5 separate regions of the Mus musculus genome follow, and all the other regions are linked to region 1. A link is a contact called in public HiCAR-type, HiChIP or PLAC-seq and promoter capture Hi-C data. All regions are on one chromosome and are shown on one strand. The core of a region is the stretch at or near the end of the contact, and the rest is flanking DNA. Distances in the headings are between cores, read along the strand shown.

Region 1 (4,113 bases), core at 407-2,906:
GAAAAGAGATGCTGCCAGCTGCTTGTTTTCATACCAGTACTTATTGATACCTAAATATCATAAAACAAAAGAAAACAACAACAAAACATTAGTGTTGTGGGCTGAGAGTTGAATCTAGGGCCTCAAGCCCTTTATGACTGAGTTATGGCCTCAGCCATGCATAAACATTTTTTTTTTTCAACAGTGTTTCACTATGTATCTTTCTTGCTGGCCTGAAACTCACTGTGTAGACCAGGCTGGCCTAGAACTCAAGAGATATGACTGCTTCTACCACATGCCTGATGGGATCAAAGGCATGCACCAGCCCCATCCCGGTTAAAACCCAATGTTCATGAAGCTTTAAAGGGAGGGAATAAAAAGGAAATCTCGGCTGACCTGGTGGATGCATGCTTTTAGTCCCAGCACCTGGGAGGCAGAGGCAGGTGGAGGGCTGAGTTTGAGGCCAGTCTGGTCTACAGAAGTAGTTCTAGGACAGCCAGGGCTATGCAGAGTAACCCCGTCTTGAACAAAATCAAAAACAATTTCCTCTCCCATGATTTGTGCTTGTAAATTGTTACTGTACACACACATGGAGTCACATCTACCTCATTTACCCTTCTGCTGGAGAATAAAGTGAGTCTTCTGCATGTCACACAAGCCAGAACCCCAAAGGCTGTGTCCTCAGCTCTCTCCATACTTTTCCCTCTTGGACAAAGACTGCATTCACTCAAACCTAATGGCAAATTTTATAGTATTACAACAAACGTGTTGCTATGAAATAATGTTTTTTTTTTTCCCTTTTTTTTTTTTTTTTTTTTTTTTTTTTGGTTTTTCAAGACAGGGTTTCTCTGTATAGCCCTGGCTGTCCTGGAACTCACACCCGGCTTCCTTTTTCTTAAATCTTTACTTTTATTTATTCATTAATTTTTTTGGAGGCAGGGTTTCTTTGTGCAGTCCTGGCTGTCCTGGAATTTACTATGCAGCCCAGGCTGGCTTTGAACTTGGAGTCCTTTCTGCTTCCAGAGTGCTAGGATTAAAGGCATATGCCAAAACAACCGGGGCTTCTATTTTATTTTATTATTTTTATTTTATTACGTTTCATGTAGCCCAAGCTGGTTTTGAACTCAATGTAATTGATAATGTAAAGATAAACTTGCAGTCCTGATTACTAGTGCCTCCTCCTCCCAAATTTTGGGCTCACGTGTTTGCCAATCTGCTAGCCTTTGATAGGGTTTCAATAAAAGTAAAACCGTTGAGATTAAACTCTGTGAAATTGACTCTAACTTCATTGGCGTAGGAATAAGAGACAGCACAAGTTCAATTTATAACCTTGAACCCAGCGAAGATGTTAGCCAAGAATAGCGGACTACTCATAAGAGGAAAGAAAATAGCCTTTCAGCGCTATCAGGAGCTGATAGGGCCCTGGATATTTAATTTCACGCGAAAGTTGCAGGGCATGCCCATTCAAATTTCTTCCAACAAATCACAAAGGCGTATAGACACTTTCTTATCCGTTTATTGGTCAAATGGAAATCCCAGCCCTCCCTACCTCCCGCCTCTCACTAGGGAGCCAATTGGAAAAACTTAGGTTTCATCATCAAGTACTGTACTTGCTATTGGCTGTCCGAGCTGTCAATCTAGGGAAGGCGGGCCAGGCCGAACTGTCCTATTTAAGAAGAGGACAAAGGCGGCGCGCAGCTTGTGTCGTCCGCCATTTTGTGCTCAGCAAGGTGGCAACCACGTTCCCTGAGCGACTTCTCCGCTTCTGCCTCGACCGCCCCTTGACTACAGCTATGTCTCGGGATCGGTTCCGGAGTCGCGGTGGCGGCGGTGGAGGCTTTCACCGGCGTGGAGGAGGTGGCGGCCGCGGCGGCCTTCACGACTTCCGCTCTCCGCCGCCGGGCATGGGCCTCAACCAGAACCGCGGCCCCATGGGCCCGGGCCCTGGCGGCCCGAAGCCGCCGCTCCCGCCTCCACCTCCTCACCAGCAGCAGCAGCAGCCGCCGCCGCAGCAGCCTCCGCCGCAGCAGCCGCCGCCGCACCAGCAGCCGCCGCCGCACCAGCCGCCCCATCAACAGCCCCCGCCTCCGCCGCAGGAATCCAAGCCCGTCGTCCCCCAAGGCCCCGGCTCGGCGCCGGGGGTGAGCAGTGCGCCTCCGCCGGCGGTCTCGGCTCCGCCCGCCAACCCCCCGACCACCGGCGCCCCTCCGGGCCCTGGTCCAACCCCGACTCCGCCGCCCGCCGTCCCCTCCACCGCCCCCGGACCGCCTCCCCCATCGACGCCGAGCAGCGGAGTCTCGACCACCCCTCCACAGACCGGCGGCCCTCCGCCACCGCCCGCCGGGGGCGCCGGGCCGGGGCCTAAGCCGGGGCCAGGCCCTGGCGGTCCAAAAGGCGGCAAGATGCCCGGTGGGCCTAAGCCTGGAGGTGGCCCGGGCATGGGCGCTCCTGGTGGCCACCCGAAGCCACCACACCGAGGTGGCGGCGAGCCCCGTGGGGGCCGGCAGCATCATGCGCCCTACCACCAGCAGCACCACCAGGGGCCCCCTCCCGGCGGACCGGGACCGCGCACGGAGGAGAAGATCTCCGACTCGGAGGTGAGCGGGTTCTCGAGCAAAGCCGTCCGTTTCCCTAAGATGGCGGCGCCTGCCTACCCTCGGCGTTTTTTTTTCCTCTTCCCCCCCGCCCGCAGCCTAGAGGGCCTCCATTTTGTCCCCTGCCGGAAGCGCTCCTGCGCATGCTTGCGCAGGCGGGGCGGACGCGCGGCGGGCTGTGGAGGCCGCTAGGGATTGGCTTCCAGCGGGAGGGCATCCTCACGTCTTGGCGGTAATCCGCTAGAGGCTAGCGGTCCGGTCCCTTGGGACCCAACTAGTGCACGTCGGAGGCCTCTGTTTGGGAGAAAACAGGGCAACTTGGTGCTGTCTTCCTAGTCTGCATTTAGAGCTATTTGTTGACGTCAGAGGTGTATTGATTGGCGTTTGCTGATAAAGAGGCGATGTGTTTCAAAGCATTTTGTATACTCTGCTTCATATGGATTAGAGTTAGTGATCCTGTTGGATCCCCAAATATGGTTCAACCTGCTAGCCCTCATGGGAAAAAAGGGAGATCGTTAACGAATGCACGATGGCCTACTTTGGGACCACTAGACTTTTCCTGCTTTGGTGTATGAATTCCGTCCGATTTCTTTATTAGGGATTTAAAGCCAACTTGTCTCTCTTGCGGAGGCCTGGAGAAAAAACTTACACACAGCGCTGTCGGTTGTTTGTGGGGAATCTACCTGCTGATATCACAGAGGATGAATTCAAAAGACTGTTTGCTAAATACGGAGAACCCGGAGAAGTTTTTATCAACAAAGGCAAAGGGTTCGGGTTCATTAAGCTTGTGAGTGTAATTTTTTTCCCTTTTGTGAAAGTTTTTAGGCATGCTTTTAAATGGGAAGAATTAACGAGCCTTTAAGTTTTTTTCATCAATAGAAATCAGAATAGTGTGCATTGGGGCAGGACCTCAAAGACAGACCTTTAGCCCTCGGGGTGTTGGGAGGAGGCTTGAAGAAAGCTCTTAAGCGGTAGAAGTGGGAAGGGTTATTAAAAAATTGAGCACTAGCCAGTTTGGAAGTTGTTAAAAGTATTTCTGATATTTGCAGGAATCTAGAGCCTTGGCTGAAATCGCCAAAGCTGAGCTTGATGATACTCCCATGAGAGGTAGACAGCTTCGGGTTCGATTTGCCACACACGCTGCAGCCCTGTCTGTTCGAAATCTCTCTCCTTATGTTTCCAACGAACTTTTGGAAGAGGCCTTTAGCCAGTTTGGTCCTATTGAAAGGGCTGTTGTAATTGTGGATGATCGCGGAAGATCTACAGGGAAAGGCATTGTTGAGTTTGCTTCCAAGCCAGCAGCAAGAAAAGCATTTGAAAGATGCAGTGAAGGTGTTTTCCTACTGACAACGTAAGTTGTCTTTAGTTCATGCTTTCTTTTTTTTTTTTTTAATAATTTTGAGGGATAGTCGAAATAAAATTGGAAGTTAAGATGAGGAATAATTTCTGTTACTAGGACTCCTCGCCCAGTCATTGTGGAACCACTTGAACAGTTAGATGACGAAGATGGTCTTCCTGAAAAGCTGGCCCAGAAGAATCC
Region 2 (4,113 bases), core at 1,056-3,555, 2.0 Mb after region 1:
GCCTTGAATTTCCTCCTCAGCTTCCCAAATGCTAGAATCATAGGCCTGCATTACTGTACCTGGTTTCTGGTCTCTCTTGTCCCTGACCATGGATGTGTGTGCACATGTGAGTGCAGGTGTGTATGTGTATGCACATTGGTAGAAAGACCAGAGGTTGACTTCTGGTGTCTTCTGCTTATTTCTCTCTACCTTTTGTTTCTAGATTTATTTATTTTACCTTATATGTGTGAGTGTTTTGTCTGCATGTACATGTGTATGTGCACTGCACGTGTGCCTGGTGCCTTTGAGGGTAGGAAAGAACTGCATCAGATCTCCGGAACTGGAGTTACAAAGGGTTGTGACTTCCCATGTGGATGTCGAGAGCCAAACCAACACCCAGTGCTCTTAACCCCTGAATCATCTCTCCTGCCCCTCTACCTTCTCTTTTGAGACAAGACAAGGTTTCTGTAGCCGTGGGCTTTCCCACCTGTACCCCAGTTCCTGAATAACTACTCGGAGGCTTCTTTGTTTATGAATAATTGCCTAGGCCATAGCTTTAGCTTGTCCCCTGACTAGCCTGTCACTTACCCAACCCATTTAAACGCTTCTGAGTTCAGCCACATGGCTACTTTCTTCTCAGTCTCATGAGCCCAGAGTCTGGGCCAAGCATCTTCCACCTCTGACTATCACCCAGAGTTCCCATCTCTTTCCCGGAACTCCCATCTTCTACTTCCTGCCTTTTGTTAAAGGGCCATCTGCTTTTGATTGGCAGGTGATGCTTCCACACAGTACACATCGATTCTCTCTACAGGCCTTCCATTGTATCTGAAGCTCACTCATTAGGCTAGGCTTTCTGCTCAGTGAGCTCCAAGAGTCTGCCGATCTCTACCTCCTCAGGGCTGGGGTTGTAAACAGTTGCTGACGTTACCTGAGTGCCGGGCACCAGAACGCAGGCCCTCACACTTGAGTGCTAGACACCAGTGACTGAACTTTGCCCTGCCCCTTAGTTCACAGTGTTACTTGTAATCCTGTGACCATGTAATTATATAGTGATCAGCTCTTACTTCCGCTTCCGGTCTTAAAAAGGACACAATAAACCCCTGCTTCCTTCAAGGCCACTAAGAGAACCCAACCAGATCAAGCTGGCTCCCATGAAAATCCAGGATGAGCAAGAAGTATGAATGTTAGTTTCTCTTTTTTCATTTGAATTTATTTCTTATTTTCTGTGTGTGAACATATATGTACGCGCAGATATGTGTACCACAGCACACATGTGGAGCTCGGTGGACAACCTGTGGGAGTTGGTTCTCTTCTTTCTTTCATTGGGGGTGGGGTCTTGTTAATCAAACGCAGGTCCTCAGAGTTTGGTGGCAAGTGTCTATACTAGCTGAGCCATCTGGCTAGCTGGTTAACATCATTTACCACTAGGGTGTAGAAAATGGTTGCACTGTGCCTGTGGGGCAAGAATGGTTTCCTAATCACACTTGCACTTACAGTTGAGAAAGGCTCCTTTGGGACAGGATGAAACTTTGACACACCTAAAAGCTGGCGACATCATTGCCTTGTTCAAGACAGGCTCATCTCTCTGGATAAAAACTGTCTTTCTGCTGACTTAAAAGTCAGGAAGGTTGTCTGTGTTCATATATGCATATGTGTTTTATTTTTACAGTCCTGGGGATTGAGCCCAAAACTTCTGTCTCTGTACTATAGCCAGCCCCAGCTATCTTCATTTTCATTTTGGGACAAGGTCTCATTAAACTGCCCAGGCTGGCCTTGAATTCACCGTCGTGGCCTTGACAAGCTTTAAATGTGATCTTCCCAAATAGCCAAAGTTATGGTGCTGTTCAATGGGGGTGTTCTGGAGGGAGAGGGTGTCAGATTACAAACTTGTTGGAATTTACTTAACCAATCTTATTATTAGACATCAACATCTTTGTCAGGAACTCATTACATATTCCTTGTTTCTGCCTTTGAATTCTTGGAAGTGGAATTACTGGTCCAAAGGTTACGTTATTGCCAATTTGTTTCCTGGGAGTGATTTTACCCACTTACACTCTCACAGGCAATTTTACGGGGCTCAAACAGAGACTCTGGAGTTATTAACTGTCAAAGGCCAAACTAGAACTTCACCCGCTCCAGGCTTCCTTCTCGTTTTTCCCGCCCACTCCATACACCAGCCGAGAGCCGCACGCGCTCTGTTGCCCCAGCTCTTCCCAGGCTGGCCCGCCTCTTCCTCGTTCCCAATTCTGCCCAATCGGAAACAGAATTTTCTTAGTCTCGTCGTACGATTGGTAAATGAAAGTGCCCGTCAAGTTCGGGGGCGGGTAGAGAGGGTTGACGGATGCGGCGAGCGACCAGTGTGAGCCCGGAGTAGGATGTACGCTGGCCTGGAAGCGCTAGACCTGTGAGGTGTGCGGCTGGCTGTTGGAGTGAAGCTTTGGAAGACATGGCTCCCAACGTGTTGGCTTCCGAACCGGAGATTCCGAAGGGCATCCGGGCCGTGTTGCTGGGGCCGCCCGGGGCTGGCAAGGGGACGCAGGTGAGTGTCGGTTCCGTGTCGGGCGGTGGAGCCCGAGAAGCTACAAGGTCAGGGCGGTCGGAGAGCCGGAAGCTCCTTTCCCGCCCCGGAGCTGGGTGGTGAGCCCTGGCCTGCAGGGACCCTCGCGGGGTCTCCAGTTGTGGCGCGGTGTTTAGGGGAGGGTCCCAGTCGCAGTAAGGGGGAGGCTGGGTGGAGGTTCTTGGGGGAACCCAGGATCGTGTTAGGGCATCCAGGGACTGTTACTTGAAAATTGTGAAAGGCAGGGCGATCCCCCAGGCTGAAGCTCTGGATCACAGGCCCGAATGGGAGAAAGCTTTGTGACCAAGTCGCCCTCGGAGTTGAGAGCGTATTGCCCTGAGTCAGGGATAATTTCTAGGCATAAGGGGGTGAAACTTTTAATTTTTTTAATGGCTAATGATTAGGGGTACTAAGAAGTCTCCACGTGGGGCAGAGTGGTTACTGGTGTATGCCTATCGAGGCGTTCTGCCAAGAGTGAGGCATGAGCCGCGGGAGCCACCAGTGTTGTTGGGGGTGGGGGGATGGGAGAAAACCTTTCCAGCTGGCCAGAAAACTGGAGGTGAATGTATAGATTCGGTTCATAAGCCACGGGCATCATGGGGGGTTGTGAGTGGGGCAGGGAGTGCTCATGGAGCAGCATGAGATGGCTCTGATGGTTGTAATTGAGCAATTGAGGGCCGCTAACGTGCTAGATCAACAGGTAAGAAAACAGGTGTAGAGGTCCAGTGACTTTTCAAAGTTAGTGAAATCGGTTTCACAGAGGCCTCAAGGATTGCCTTCTGCCCCACTGCAGAGCCTCCCTTGCTTGGCATCTGGGCCATAGATCAGGGCTGGGATTTATGCTGGCACGTAGGGCTTGGAAGCTCATATGGTGGGCCGTTGGTGTCACTTTCTTGCCCAGCCTTTGGCCACAACCACCCACCCCTCAACTCTACCTCCCCATCAGACCCCAAGCTTTGATGATCACTATGCTCTAAAGAGGGAATTCTTTCAAGGTTGCGTTCCCAAGCAAATGAGTGCTGTCCTCCCTCTTCACAGCACTGCTGAGTTTATTGTTATGTTTTTAAAGATACCTCCCCTCTGTCTCCCTCCGTCTCCCTCCCTCCTTCTCTCTCTCTCTGTCACACATAAGGTGGGAGAGTGTGTGTGTGTGTGTGTGTGTGCGCAGGGACGTAGAGAAAGAGTGTGTGGGGACATGCGTGCCGTGATGCATACGTGGAGGTCAGAGTGCAACTTGCTGGAATCATTTTCTTTTTTCTACCATGTGGAGCCCAGGGATCGAACTCGGACCGTCAGACTTGACGGCAAGCTACTTTACCTGTGAACCCATGTCACCTGTGTACCTATGTCACCTGTGTACCCACGTCACCTGTTCTGTTTGCCAAGTTCTCAGTATTTTGGCAAGCAGATCAGCATCTCGGGCTGTACAGTCTACGTATATGTGTGTATATCTGTGCATGTAGAACGCTATGTATGTAACTTCTCAGTGTTTCTACCTAGAAAATGTAAAGCTTACAAAGACATTGGAAGATGATGGCTTTTATATTGAGAGCACCCACACATTCCTAGCTGGTGGC
Region 3 (4,113 bases), core at 1,044-3,543, 1.9 Mb after region 1:
AATGCCAACTATACAGACTGTCTACTCTTTCCCATCCCAAGCCTCCTGTGTTCCCACCATGCCCCCTGCCAGGTCTGGCAGGTTCTCAATTTCCTGTCATTCACCCTAAATGCTACCCCCACACTTATAAATACATATATACATACATACACATATATATGTATGGTTATACATAGTTATATATAAAATATATGTGTTATGCAAAATAGGTTTTAACCCATAACATTTAATGCTCTGGCTGCATTCTGCATGTCCTTTTAAAGCAGCAGACCTATATATACAGCTATCTGCTCCACAAAAGGCAGATACCGTGGCGTACAGCCCACTGCCAATGTCATGCAAGTGCTCTTCCCACTTGCAAGCCATGCCTGATCCTCACAGACATGGTTGAGGCTGTGGTAAACCCTTCCTGGGACTCATTTTCCTCTTCCTGCAACTTCTTTTTTTTTTTTTTAATGGATACCCATTCGGTGTTGTCCAACATAATAATTGAGGCAGAGGCCAAAGACCTTGAAAGGGCTTGGATCTGGAGAGAAACCGCCCTTAAGTAGTTACAAGTCCCTTTAATAAATGCTATATGGGACTCTACAGAATAAGTGAGTGGCCCTGGAGGCAGAGAATACAGAGCCAGCCAGAAGCAAATCAGGAAAAAGGCAACCGTAGAGGGAGGGAACCCTGAAGACAAGCCCAGCAAAGGCCCAGTGAAACAGCACCTCACATACACAGCGACTCTGCTCTAACTGAGCAGAGCGCAAGCCTGAGCATGAAGCCGGAAGTGCGGCTGGGGGTCCTGGGGCAGTGGGGAGCTGTTGTGGGATTCTGTTCCGGAGACTTGCAGCAGGTGGGAGAAACAGGAGAAGGTCCTGGGGGCTTCGGAGAGAAGAGGACCAACCACAAGGGAGGTTCTCCCGTGAAGTTCCTGGAGCTGGGTATGCCTGAGTGTAGAAGGGGAGAGCGCAAAAGGCAGGTACTCCGAAGTTCCCACCTGGAGTGCTGGGGAGACCGTGAAGGTGGAGATACTGTTCTTTTCTCAAGTCAGGAAACACAGGGAGGGCAGATGTGGGGGCAAGGACCAAGAATTGGAGATAAAGGGGACAATCTAGTAAATATCAAGTAAACAAATACCAATACCGAGAGAATGGGAGGTCTCCTACAGAGAAGAGGACAGGCAACCAACCCACACCCATTTCCATCCCCTCACCGAGGTGGCCTGGGAGGCCCCCAGAGTGAGCTCCTCCAGCAGATCCCGGGTGCTGAAGCCCTCCTCCACCATCACAAAGTCCGATTCACTCAGATAGCCAGCCATGCTGAGCAGGAGGAGCCCAGGGGCTGGAGGAAACCGCTGCCTTGGAGCACCGCTGGCTGCCTTGGCCACCGCCTTAGAAAGTATGCAACACACTGTGGGGAGAGGGAGATGGAGGAAACCGCTGGGGAACAGGCTGCATCCCTCACCTCCCCAGGCCTACGGTCCCTGCCCAGTCATGTTCTGTGCCCTTGCCCAAGCCTGAGAAGCCGAGGTTCGCTGGGAATGGTGAAGTTATGTCTGCTAGAGCCTCAATTACCCCCATCTGTTAAATGGGATTGGTTTGGAGTTCTTTTCCAGTTCTGAAATTTGAAATTGGAAGAAAAAAAATGTGGGGACAGATCTGAGAAACCTAGTTGGGGAAGTCTCCTTCCAATTGAAGGATTTCTCCAGTCCAGACTACACCTACCTAAAGGGCCAAAAAAAAAAAAAACAAAACCCGTGAGCTTGAGTTCGAGTCGGCTCTCTGCTTCATGACCTTGGGTCAGTTTCCCCATTTATAAAAGGTTGGTCCTGACACACTAAGAATGCTCTATGAGCCACGGGTGGGTTCTGTCCGCGGGACGGCTCTCTCAAGTGCAGGGCGGGGGTCCCGCACCCCAACCCCAGGCCTCCTTACCAAGCCCCGTCCTCCTTCGCGGGGGCCAGAGCCAGGCGCGCTGCTAGGGGGGGTCGCCGGTGACCTCGAAACTTGTGCAACACCCCGAGGAGGAGTGGCAATTGCGGAGCCGAGGCCCCTGCTGAGAGGAGGCAAGGGGGGCCGGGGGAAGGGTCAGCGCCCAAAGCCGAGGACGCCCGCTCCCCGAGGCTCCCCCCCAGCCATCTCCTGCACTCGCCTTAAAACGCATTTACACGGCTTCGGCCCATAGGTCTCCCCAGCGAGTGAATCGGATCCTCGGCGCCTCCGCTCGCTCGCTCCCCCCGGCTCCGGCCCCGCGGCCTGCGCCCCGCGCGCCCAGCAGCCACCGACCCCACGCCCCGCCTTGCGCCCGCCGCTCGCTTATATAAGCCCCGCCCTAGCCCCGCCCCGGTGCCCTGGCCCCGCCCCTGCCTGCTCCGTAGCCAGGGCAACCGGGTGCCGCCAGCCCATTGGTCGATTCGGACATAAAGCATTCAGCCCTGCGAGGCTGCTCCGCAAAGCTGCGCAGCTAAGCAAGCTGGCTGACTGATGTCCGCGGAGGTCCACGCGGGGAAATCCTTCGAATCCTAGGCGTCTACGTGGTCTGAGCCGCAGATCCTGCGTCCTGCGTCTCAAAAAGTGACTCCGGAAAACTTTTCTGTCCCTGGCTGAAGTCGATGGCCCCCTGCTCCTCCCCTGGTGAAGTTCTGGCTCCGCCCTTGGAGCCCAAACCTCTCCTGTCTTATTTTGTAATATGACCTTTTACTTAATCGCCTCTTCTAGGCATTTTAAACTCCCAACTCAAATGCCAGCTAAAATGTATTCAAATAGAATTTTTGTGGCTTCACGAGCTCGGGGTGATGCCTTCATTCTCAGAATCCACAAGACTCTGGTGAAATGTGGCTTCGACTCAAAGCATGTCTCCTCTTCTATACACAAATCCCTGTTCATCCATCAGAGTCCAGTGTAATATCTTCCTCTATCGGACCATCCCTGGCCCCGAAACGCAATGGGACTCACAGTCCTTGTCTCTGTCTGACCCCTCCCCTCCTTCCCTTGAGCCTTAATATCAGTTGCTGAGATACCCGCACCTGCTTTCCTTTTTTTTTTTTTTGCCTGATAAAACATCTCAGCTTTGTGCACTCCAAGGGCAGGGACTGAGAGCCGGGCTCCTTGGAGTGCTTAGCATGCGCAGGGTGTTGCTCAGAAGCTAATTCAAGAGTTCTCCGGGTAGAAGTCCGAATGCTGCTTGTCTCTGCGCATGTGGCTGCTGACTGGGAAGAGACAGAATGGAACCTTTCCGGTGCTTGGTAATGGTTACAGGTGTGTGTGTGTGTGTGTGTGTGTGTGTGTGTGTGTGTGCGCGCGCGCGCTCCTTGAGTTATACACATATGATTAATGCCCTGTTGTACCTGTTATGTATACTACGTTAAGAGTTTGCAAGTTTTAGCCGGATGTGGTGGCGCACGCCTTTAATCCCAGCACTTGGGAGGCAGAGGCAGGCGGATTTCTGAGTTCGAGGTCAGCCTTGTCTACAAAGTGAGTTCCAGGACAGCCAGGGCTATACAGAGAAACCCTGTCTCGGAAAAAAAAAAAAAAAAAAAAAAAGAGTTTACAAGTTTTAAGCCAGGCATGGTGGCCCATAGCTTTAATCCCAGCAAATCTCTTAGTTCGAAGCCAGCCTATTCTACACAGAGATCTACTACCAGAGCTACACAGAGAAATCCTGTCTCAAAAAAACAAGAAAAAAAATTACAAATTTTAAGAAAACCCTTGGTAGGGTTGGAGAGATGGCTCAGAGGTTAAGAGCACTTGTTGCTCTTTCGAAGGACCAGGTTCAATTCCTAGAACCCACGTGGGAACTCCACCTAATTCCACACCCTCATCTGACTCCCCTGATCACCAGGCACAAATGTGGTACACATATGCATGCAAGTGAAACATTCATACACATAAATCTTTTAAAAAATAAAGAAGGAAAGGAGAGCCCTTGGCATATAATAAGTACCTCATAAATGCTACTGACTTGCCAAGAATATCCCAAGTTTTATTTGGTAGAAATCTATAGAGTCTCACTTAATTAAACTGCCTTTTAATTATTGCTTGAAGTATGTCTGGGGGTGAGAATGTAGCTCAGTTAACAGAGAGCATCCTGGCATGCACCAACTAAACAGGATATGTTGGTATTGTC
Region 4 (4,113 bases), core at 478-2,977, 1.9 Mb after region 1:
CGACTGGTTCACTATGCCCTGTCTGGAATGAATATACCTTTGTTCATGTCACCACAGGAAAAGTTATGCAACACACTCTCAATACCTCCTCCCCATCACCCCCTTTATCCACCACTAATTGTCATGGTGCTTTTTTTTTTTCCTGATGGTCTTATCCTGACAGACAATCACGGTGCAAACTGACCTCTTGCAGGTCCTGAGACAGCAACCACCTCCCTGGGGCCAGCCTTTCCTTCCTCCTGCAGGCCTCGGCTTTGCCACAGTTGCTCACCCGTGCCTAGCACTGCATGCATGCAAAGGGTCCCCCTCCTTCACTGTACTGATGATGTAGTGTGTATCTTGCACACCAAGAAACCCAAACCAAGGCAGGCCATTTTTCTGCTCGAAAGCCCAACACCTTCAAGAAATTCTTCTCTAAGATGCCCATGCCTTTCACCTTCCCCAAACTTCTTCCTTATCCCACTCTCAACAGAACAGAACAGAACAGAACAGCATGCAGGTCTCCATGTGCCCCCCCCCACTCATGCTTCTGTTCTCCCTGTCTCTGTCTGTCTCTCTGTCTGTCTGTCTCTCTCTTTCACCTTCTTAGAAATCCCTTTCCTCCCCTCCATCTGGCAGAGATGACAAGGTCTCCCATTATACTTTTTTTCTTACTCCAACTTCTTATACACACACACACACACACACACACACACACTCACACACATGCTCACACAGCAATGCAGAAACATCCGATGAATGGAAAGAACCTTTGAGCTAGACGTTAGGCAGGGTTCTCTCCACAATCTTCTACTAAGAGCCCTCCTTAGAAAGGGAAGAGGAAATAGAACCTAAAGGTTTAGGAGAATGGCGACTTTGAACTTAGCCCATGCCAACAGGGCAAGTCTCTAATTTTATCACTACAATCTATGCAAACATTATATATTCTATGCAGACTACAGAGCACCGTCTTGTCTTAATACTCAGTTATTATTGCCCTTAGTTCTTCAAATTGATCATCCGGAGAGATGTTCCTTAGGTGCTATCTTCTCACTTTTTCTTCATTAGCTGTCCTCTCGCCCCCTGCCGCCAGGACCCTAAACAAACCTGACAGCTGTGCAGACCCAGAAGAAACAGCTGTTTTTCCCGTCCCTGGGGGTCAGGAGCACAGTGGCAGCGAGGCGGGGTCTGGAGGCCCCTCCCCTCCCCCCGCCCGCCGCGGGGGCGGAGCGGCTCGGGTCCCGCCCGCGGGGGCGGAGAGGGAGCCTGGGCGCCGGGCAGTTCGGCTCGGCTGGTTCCGGGTTGAGAGGCTGCGCTGGACCGAAGCGGTGGCCGCTGAGCTGGTGCGGGTAAGGGGCCGCGCGGGGCCGGGATCTGCGGCCAGGGTCGGGCAGCTGAGTGGGCCGGCACCCCTCCTCTGCTCTGCCGGGCAAAGCCGCGGTGCGGCTGGGTCTGGCTGCTCTGTCCCGCAGAATTCCCCATCCCCAGCTCGACCCCCTCTCAAAGCTTTTCGGGTCCCGGGATTCCGCCCCTCTTCGGGATCTCCTCCTCGCAGCATCTATCCCTTGGGAGTGTCTGGTCCTCTAGATCCTCCTCGCCTGGAGCCCCTTCCTTGGGACGCCCTCGGCCTCTCTCCTCCAGCGCCCATCGCTGGTGGCCACCTAGGACCTCGAAACCGAGCTCCGGTGCTCGCATCCCGGGTGGCACCCACTCGGCACCGAGCCCTCGCGCCTCCGGCGTCGCAGACAGCTCCCCCCGCGCTCCCCGGCGCCTGTCGCCCGTGCCCCCGTGGGCCTGGCCCCCGGGTACCGCCCCCAATCGCGCCGCGCCGGCCGCCGGCCTCCCGGGCTCCGCTTCGCGCCGCCCCTGGCGCCATGGCGTGCAGCCTCAAGGACGAGCTGCTGTGCTCCATCTGCCTGAGCATCTACCAGGACCCGGTGAGCCTGGGCTGCGAGCACTACTTCTGCCGCCGCTGCATCACCGAGCACTGGGTGCGGCAGGAGGCTCAGGGCGCCCGCGACTGCCCGGAGTGCCGGCGCACGTTCGCCGAGCCCGCGCTCGCGCCCAGCCTCAAGCTGGCCAACATCGTGGAGCGCTACAGCGCCTTCCCGCTGGACGCCATCCTCAACGCGCGCCGAGCCGCGCGACCCTGCCAGGCTCACGACAAGGTCAAGCTCTTCTGCCTCACGGACCGCGCACTGCTCTGCTTCTTCTGTGATGAGCCCGCGCTGCACGAGCAACACCAGGTCACTGGCATCGACGATGCCTTCGAGGAGTTGCAGGTGCGAGGCGGACAGGCGGGGCTGTAGGTGGGGTCAGGGTTCCAATAGGGGCAAGGGCCACAGGCCGGCTTAATGCCAAAGGGGCGTGGCTCCTGTGAGGGGCGGGGCAGGGGCGGGTCCCTTGAGCATCACTGTGTCAAATGGGCTTGAGAGAGATCTGGATGGGAGACAGGTCGAGGTGGGATAGGATGATGGAGAGAGGAAGCTACAGCTGGACCAGATGCTGGCTGAGGCTGAGACAGAATGGGAGACAGCAGCTCCTTCTGGACTTTTGGGCAAAGGAAGGACCACTATCAAAGCTAACCTGGGAGTCGAAGTGGGGTGTGTGGGAGGGGTGAGCTACTCTAAATGCAGCTACAGAATTCTGGAATGTTTGGGGCATTGTGGGATGCGGCTTGCTGCTCCAGGTGTTCATTGAGATCTAGAGTGAGGCCTGGGCCTCGGTTGGATGATGAAAGTGAGAGTTAAGCTTAAGACGTGCAAATTGTTCAGAGGGCAGGTTTGGGTGCCAAGATTAGATCAAGGTATGTGAGGTGAGAGTCTAAGGTCGGCCTCAAGTTCAGATATGACAAGAACCTTTTTTTTAAAATTTAAACCAGAGTAGGGGCCAATTGAGAGTGGAACCAGGAATTAAAGATTCAAGATTTGGAGAATTAGACAAGATTTGGAGGAGGGGAAGACAAGCTTCTAGGAATTCCCAAGGCCTGGTGATGACCCCTCTTGTCTTCTACATCCGAATCTTTGAGTACTCAATTGGACATAGCCCTTAACTGCAGCTAGTCTCCCCTAAACCTTTCCGTTGTCATTGACAAGAGGGCAAGACCCTGGTCAGTGTGTTTAATACTCTAAGACCCCACCCAAACATTTTCCTTTCCTCAAGCTCCATTGTCGTGTGTGTGTGTGTGTGTGTGTGTGTGTGTGTGTTTGTATAGAGAGAAAGAAATATAGGTAGATACACGTGCTGAGAACTACATTTTCCTGGATGTCTTCTATCAATAAGATAGTATTGATATCAATAATCAATTATTTTATTGTCTGTGTGCAAGTATCTTGCCTGCATGTGCACCATGTGCATGCGCACCAAGAGGCCAGAGGAGGGCATCAGATCCTGTGGACCTGGAGTTACACACGATTGTGAGTCACCACCGTGGGTGCTGGGAATCAAACCCAGGCCCTCAGCAAGAGCTCTTAGCTGCTGAGGACGGTGATGTTGCCGCCTCAGGGGTGGGACTCTAAGGAGAAGCATTCCACGATCCGCTTTAATCGGATAATGCAGCATATCTTCCAAATCCTCCCCACTAGAGGATTCTCAGTAACACAGTCACCTGGTGGAATTCTGTTACACAATCTTGGTGGGAGGATACCCACTAAAGCCTATTTAATGATGCTCAAGCGTCTTTGACTTCTTTTCTCAAGCTGAGCAGTTTCAGCCCAGCCAGTCTCTTCCCTGGCTTTGGGATACCAGTCATAGACAATACCTCAAGGTAGCAACAGCTTTTTCCCTGGCATGTTTATTGTCCCCAAACTGGCACAGGCTTAGCCCACAGGACCTATCAATAAAACTTGAATGAATGAATGAATGAATGAATGACCAAACTTGGTCTAAGTTCACCCCAGCTGGAGGATTCCAAAGTGGAAGATGTTTTTCATATATATATAAAAAAAAAAGAATAAGAAATAGAGTCACTAACCTGTGAGTGGTGAGTTCTATGTCCCTCAAGATATTTAATCAGGAATTTAAATACCTACTCTCCTGCCTGGACTTTGATGAGGCTGCCCTGGGAAGACCTTATCTGAAGTGTGTAGGGTGGGAGCATCAGCAGTTCCTATTGCCATCCTTCCTCCTCCCAAG
Region 5 (4,113 bases), core at 779-3,278, 1.6 Mb after region 1:
GGGCTGCCTGTATCAACAATGCCCAGTCCCTAGGCCACTTCCTGAACACTCCTTGTGCCTGGGCTTTGAGACCCTTTAAGCACAAAGAGCTCATTTCCTGTGGCCAGGAAAGACGGCACCAGTTCCTGAGGACAGCTCATCTCCCTCATTAAGGCCCTCATAAAACTGCTTCAAGGGCCCTGACTAATGGCTGCTCTCGGCTTGCCAAGCTCCTCTTGGACAAGGAGCCACTCCGGTAATTTGGTGCTAGGAGATGTGCAAGAGAGACCAGGTCCTTTGAGCCCAGGAATTATTTATGGTCCTGAGAAAAGAGAATGACATTTGCAGAGATAACAAGCCTCCACCAGCACAACAGGCTGTTTAATGTGCCACAGGGGATGACAGGCAACTTCTGTGTCCCACTGCCAGGAAGGGAGGAGAGATCTGAGCACGTGGGTTGTGTATCTCATGGGAGATCCTGGGCCAGATGTGGAAATGACCACAGTTAGCAAGGATGGGGTCTTACCCACGGGACCAGGCCTATATTACATATCTTTTATACATTAATTCTTTAATGGCTCTTACCCACTGGACCAGGCCTGTGTAACTAATACATTAGTTCTTTAATGCTTCCAACATTCCTATCCTGTCTTATTGGTGAAGAAACTGAGGCACAAACAGATTATAGAACTTGCCATAGATCACACGGCTGATGAATGGCTAAGCAGAATGTTAACCCAAGTAGGTTTGCCTCTCTGTCTGTGCTCTTAAGTCGCAGTTTAGAAGGAAATTGGATTTTAAGTCAGTCTGGTGGGAAGAAATATTTATATATTTTAAATGATCTTAAAGTGTCTAGATAGTTCATTTAAACCACAGGGCCTAATCCAGTAATCCGTCCATGCTACATTAAAATCAGTGAACCACTGAACTAAACAAGTCCATGGGAGTGCTTGTCCCTTTAAGTGAATTACCAGATCAACAGAGATGAAGGCAGAGAGACAGAATCCTAGAGTCCCCTACCAACTGGGTGACTTTATGTTTTGTGACTTCAACACTTGCCACTTGTCACGGAATATATTTCAATCTTGAGTGACAGTCCTATTAGGGAAGGTGTTCTTATGCCTAAACCTAAGTTCAATGAGCCTGGTATAATGAGGTGCCTTTAGAATATAGCTTTGGAGTAGGATAAGCCAGGATTGGAATCTAAATGTGTGAAGTACTGGAGGAATAAGTATGGACATTTCCTTGCCCAGCTTCGATGGTTCAGTGTCTGGATCAGTAAAGTGGCCATAGCAACAGTGCAATTAAGAGTGGATGTAAAATTTTTTGATAGCTTGAGCACACATGGATTGAATGATTAACTATAGGCTCCTAACAGCTGTTTGGCCCAGGCCTCATCTGTAATATGTGTACCGGGTTTATGCCTCAGAAGGACATTGTCGGGCAGTGCAAAGGTGCTCCACTGCTGATGTATGAAATTTCTTTCGACTGTTTGTATACAGTCTTCCCCTCCACCGCTTGGAATTGTGAAGAACGCAGGAGAGCCCTGGGCCTGATGTTCTCACATTTCCACTTTACAATGTAGTGTGGTGGTTGTGTGACTTTGGGTGTGTGGCTGAGCCTCTCTGAGCATAAACTCGCCCCAGTATCAAATTAAGTTTATGATATGTACTTCCTAAAGCTACCAGAGAGTTAGCTGCAGAAAAGTGTGAGGCACGTGGTTTAAGTGTTCAGAGCCTTTCCGGAATCTGAATTTCCCTGTCTAGACCAATTTGAGGTGCTCTCCATATGCAGAATAGGAAAAGTACCCGGAGTCCCAGTGCGGAGTTCAGGTAGAGGAGATGCTCCAAAGGGATGGCAAGGCTCCAGAGCCTGCGCCCCCTCCTCCGCCCTCCCCTCCGTTGCCATGGCCACCGGTTCAGTCCCAGAGCAGCACCAAGGCGTGTTCAATTCAATCTCCGCCTTCTCCGAGTGACGATTGGCTGGAGTGGGCACGTGACACTCTCCGGTATGCTAATACATGGTAATCGCCCCCCAGGCCCCTCCTCCGCGGGCCACAGCTGGGCAGCCAGCAGGGTGCGCGGCGGAGAGCCGAGGGGGCGGGCTGAGGGGCGGCCCCGGGAGAGCGCGGCCAGGTGGAGGAGGAGCGCGGAGGCCACCGCAGGTAACGGGCGGGCGCGTGCGCGCTGGGGCCGGCTGGCGGCGGCGGGGCGGCGCGCGGGGGACACCCGGCGTCGCGCGGCGGGTTTAACCCTTTGGGCACCCAGCTGTCACGGTGCGGCGAGAGGGCCCTGCGGCGCAAGGCTGGGCAGCGCGGTGGACACCGGTTCACCGCCGACGCGGACCCGGCCGCGATGAGGACCGCGGCGATCTCTGGAGTCAGGGTTTGCGGGAGGCAGTAGGAGAGCCGCTGAAGTCCCTGCAGTCGCGTGATCTCGGGGGCGCGTGGCCTTCTTACATGGAGAGGCCCGCCCCTGCGGCCCGTGTCCTCTGGGGGACTGTGGAGACACCGGGGTCCGGCCTCCCCACCGCGCGCCTGCTCTTCCGTGGCCTGACAGCCCAGCCACAGGCACTTTAGATACCGAGTTAAGCCTGGTGGGGGTTGCTGGGCATCGAAGGCGAGATCGAGATGGTGCGTTGGGGAGCAAACTGTGGTTGTTGTTACTGGAAGAAAAGAGCTCTCTCCTTAAGCAAAGCAGGTCCCACGGTAGAGAAGGAGGGGTGCCCAAGGTAGGCACTGCCCCCTGTTTTCTGACCTGACAACCGTGGGGAACAGACCTTGGGCACTAGAGTATGTTGTCGTGTCCAGAGGAAGCTCCTGTTTTGCTTTAGTTTCTGGCGTATTCTTTTAATGGCTAGGTTTAAATCAACTTCCTCCTCCATCTCCGCGCCTAGGTCTGCTACAGAAATGTTGTCTTCTAATTACCCCTTCCCCCAATTCACTAAGACTGGTGGCCGCATTAGGCTCGTGGTGTAATTTAGCCTTCGCCACAATAGAAATGCTAGCACGGAGCTGTGCTGCTAATATCAAGCCAGCCCCAGGAGGTTTAGTGTGGAGGGGAAATGCTCCAGTCTCTGGGGTATGAAAAGCAGACTAATGTGCTCTCATGGTCGGAGCTTACTTTATGAGTCTCAAATCGTTTCTTCACAACAAGGGGAAACGTGCTTCCACATGAAAAGTCCCAGCGACCAAACCTAGGTTTGCAAATCAAATGCGAATTGTACTTGCAGGTTGCGTATTTATCAACACAACGACAAACACTTGGTATAAACCAGGCACGCTGTTGTGTCTAGAGGATGCTACACTGACTAAGATAATTAGCCCTTGTCCTCAGAGAGGTGGTGGAAGAGACAAACTGTTAGCCAAAGTGATAGCAGAAGAACAGATGCAAGAATGGATCTGTTAAATGTATGCAACGTCAAAGAAGGCTTCCCAGAGAGCATACTTCAGCAAAGTGTTGAAGGATGAATAGGAGTTTGTTGCAAAGGTTAGGGAGGACATTGAAACAGAAGGCTCAGTGAGTGGTGTGACTAAGGAAAATTCTCTCAGGTGAATAGCTTCCCCCGCCCCTTCTTTTTATTTGGGAATTGGCTTTATACTGCAATCCTGCCTCCTTTACTGTGTGACTTTCTAAAAGCTGGCTTACATGTCTCATTCCTATCATGATTTTCCAGTGGTATTTTCCCGTGAATTCCAACCTGTGAGCTTTTGTGAACCTCGCTCCTGGTCTTTGTCACCGGAGAAAAGGTTCAACAAGTGGAAGCAGAAAGGAGTGGTTTCAACGGCTCCAAGGTAGAGAGCCTGGCCCTGGGCACAATGCTCAGAAAAAAAAAAAAAAAAAAATCAAAAATCAAAAAAAAAGGAAAGAAAAGAAAGGGAGAGAGGGAGGGATCACAGCCAGGGAGGTTGCACATGCCTGTAATCCTAACACAAGCAACTGAATGAGGCAGGAGAATCTCAAGTTCCAAGCCAGCCTGGGCTACATATCTCAAGTTCCAAGCCAGCCTGGACTACATATAGAGTTCTAAGTGAGTCTGAACAACATGTGAGCTCCAGGCAGATTACAAATCATGCATACAGGCCAGAACCTGCTGTTAATGGTGCCAGCCGTGTACAGCGCAGTGAGTCTGACA

What was found. Promoter capture Hi-C pulls out the DNA fragments that hold promoters and counts their contacts. HiCAR-type assays count read pairs that join an accessible place to other places. HiChIP or PLAC-seq counts read pairs in DNA pulled down with a chosen protein or histone mark.
Region 2: a promoter capture Hi-C map of pre-B cells shows a contact between it and region 1, with 3 times the contacts expected there. The contact joins the promoter of Ak2 here to the promoter of Sfpq in region 1. A contact is called at or near these places in 5 of 39 promoter capture datasets (the 3T3-L1 cell line, the C10 cell line, hippocampal neurons and 2 more), 1 of 484 Hi-C or Micro-C datasets (B cells) and 2 of 115 datasets of contacts at active chromatin or transcription factors (embryonic forebrain and large pre-B cells).
Region 3: a contact with region 1 is called in an H3K4me3 HiChIP or PLAC-seq map of embryonic forebrain, with 5 times the contacts expected there. The contact joins the promoter of Azin2 here to the promoter of Sfpq in region 1. A contact is called at or near these places in 1 of 39 promoter capture datasets (hippocampal neurons) and 3 of 115 datasets of contacts at active chromatin or transcription factors (astrocytes, embryonic forebrain and large pre-B cells).
Region 4: a contact with region 1 is called in a promoter capture Hi-C map of liver, with 4 times the contacts expected there. The contact joins the promoter of Trim62 here to the promoter of Sfpq in region 1. A contact is called at or near these places in 1 of 39 promoter capture datasets (liver) and 2 of 115 datasets of contacts at active chromatin or transcription factors (embryonic stem cells and pancreatic cancer cells).
Region 5: a contact with region 1 is called in a HiCAR-type map of astrocytes, with 4 times the contacts expected there. The contact joins the promoter of Phc2 here to the promoter of Sfpq in region 1. A contact is called at or near these places in 1 of 39 promoter capture datasets (hippocampal neurons) and 2 of 115 datasets of contacts at active chromatin or transcription factors (astrocytes and embryonic forebrain).

The regions. Positions count from the first base shown.
Region 1 is chr4:127,019,645-127,023,757 of GRCm38.p6, forward strand. It overlaps Sfpq (splicing factor proline/glutamine rich (polypyrimidine tract binding protein associated)), which reads left to right and starts at 1,657. Exons shown (of 10, transcript NM_023603.3): 1 at 1,657-2,576; 2 at 3,172-3,360; 3 at 3,623-3,924; 4 at 4,030-4,113. The coding sequence starts at 1,773.
Region 2 is chr4:128,990,919-128,995,031 of GRCm38.p6, forward strand. It overlaps Ak2 (adenylate kinase 2), which reads left to right and starts at 2,306. Exons shown (of 7, transcript NM_016895.4): 1 at 2,306-2,518. The coding sequence starts at 2,426.
Region 3 is chr4:128,960,162-128,964,274 of GRCm38.p6, forward strand. Azin2 (antizyme inhibitor 2) reads right to left here and starts at 2,294. Exons shown (of 11, transcript NM_172875.4): 1 at 2,140-2,294; 2 at 1,923-2,043; 3 at 1,202-1,398. The coding sequence starts at 1,306.
Region 4 is chr4:128,882,317-128,886,429 of GRCm38.p6, forward strand. It overlaps Trim62 (tripartite motif-containing 62), which reads left to right and starts at 1,728. Exons shown (of 5, transcript NM_178110.3): 1 at 1,728-2,261. The coding sequence starts at 1,854. Gm33760 (a long non-coding RNA gene) reads left to right here. Exons shown (of 3, transcript XR_003955115.1): 3 at 1-16.
Region 5 is chr4:128,652,674-128,656,786 of GRCm38.p6, forward strand. It overlaps Phc2 (polyhomeotic 2), which reads left to right and starts at 2,029. Exons shown (of 15, transcript NM_001195130.1): 1 at 2,029-2,143.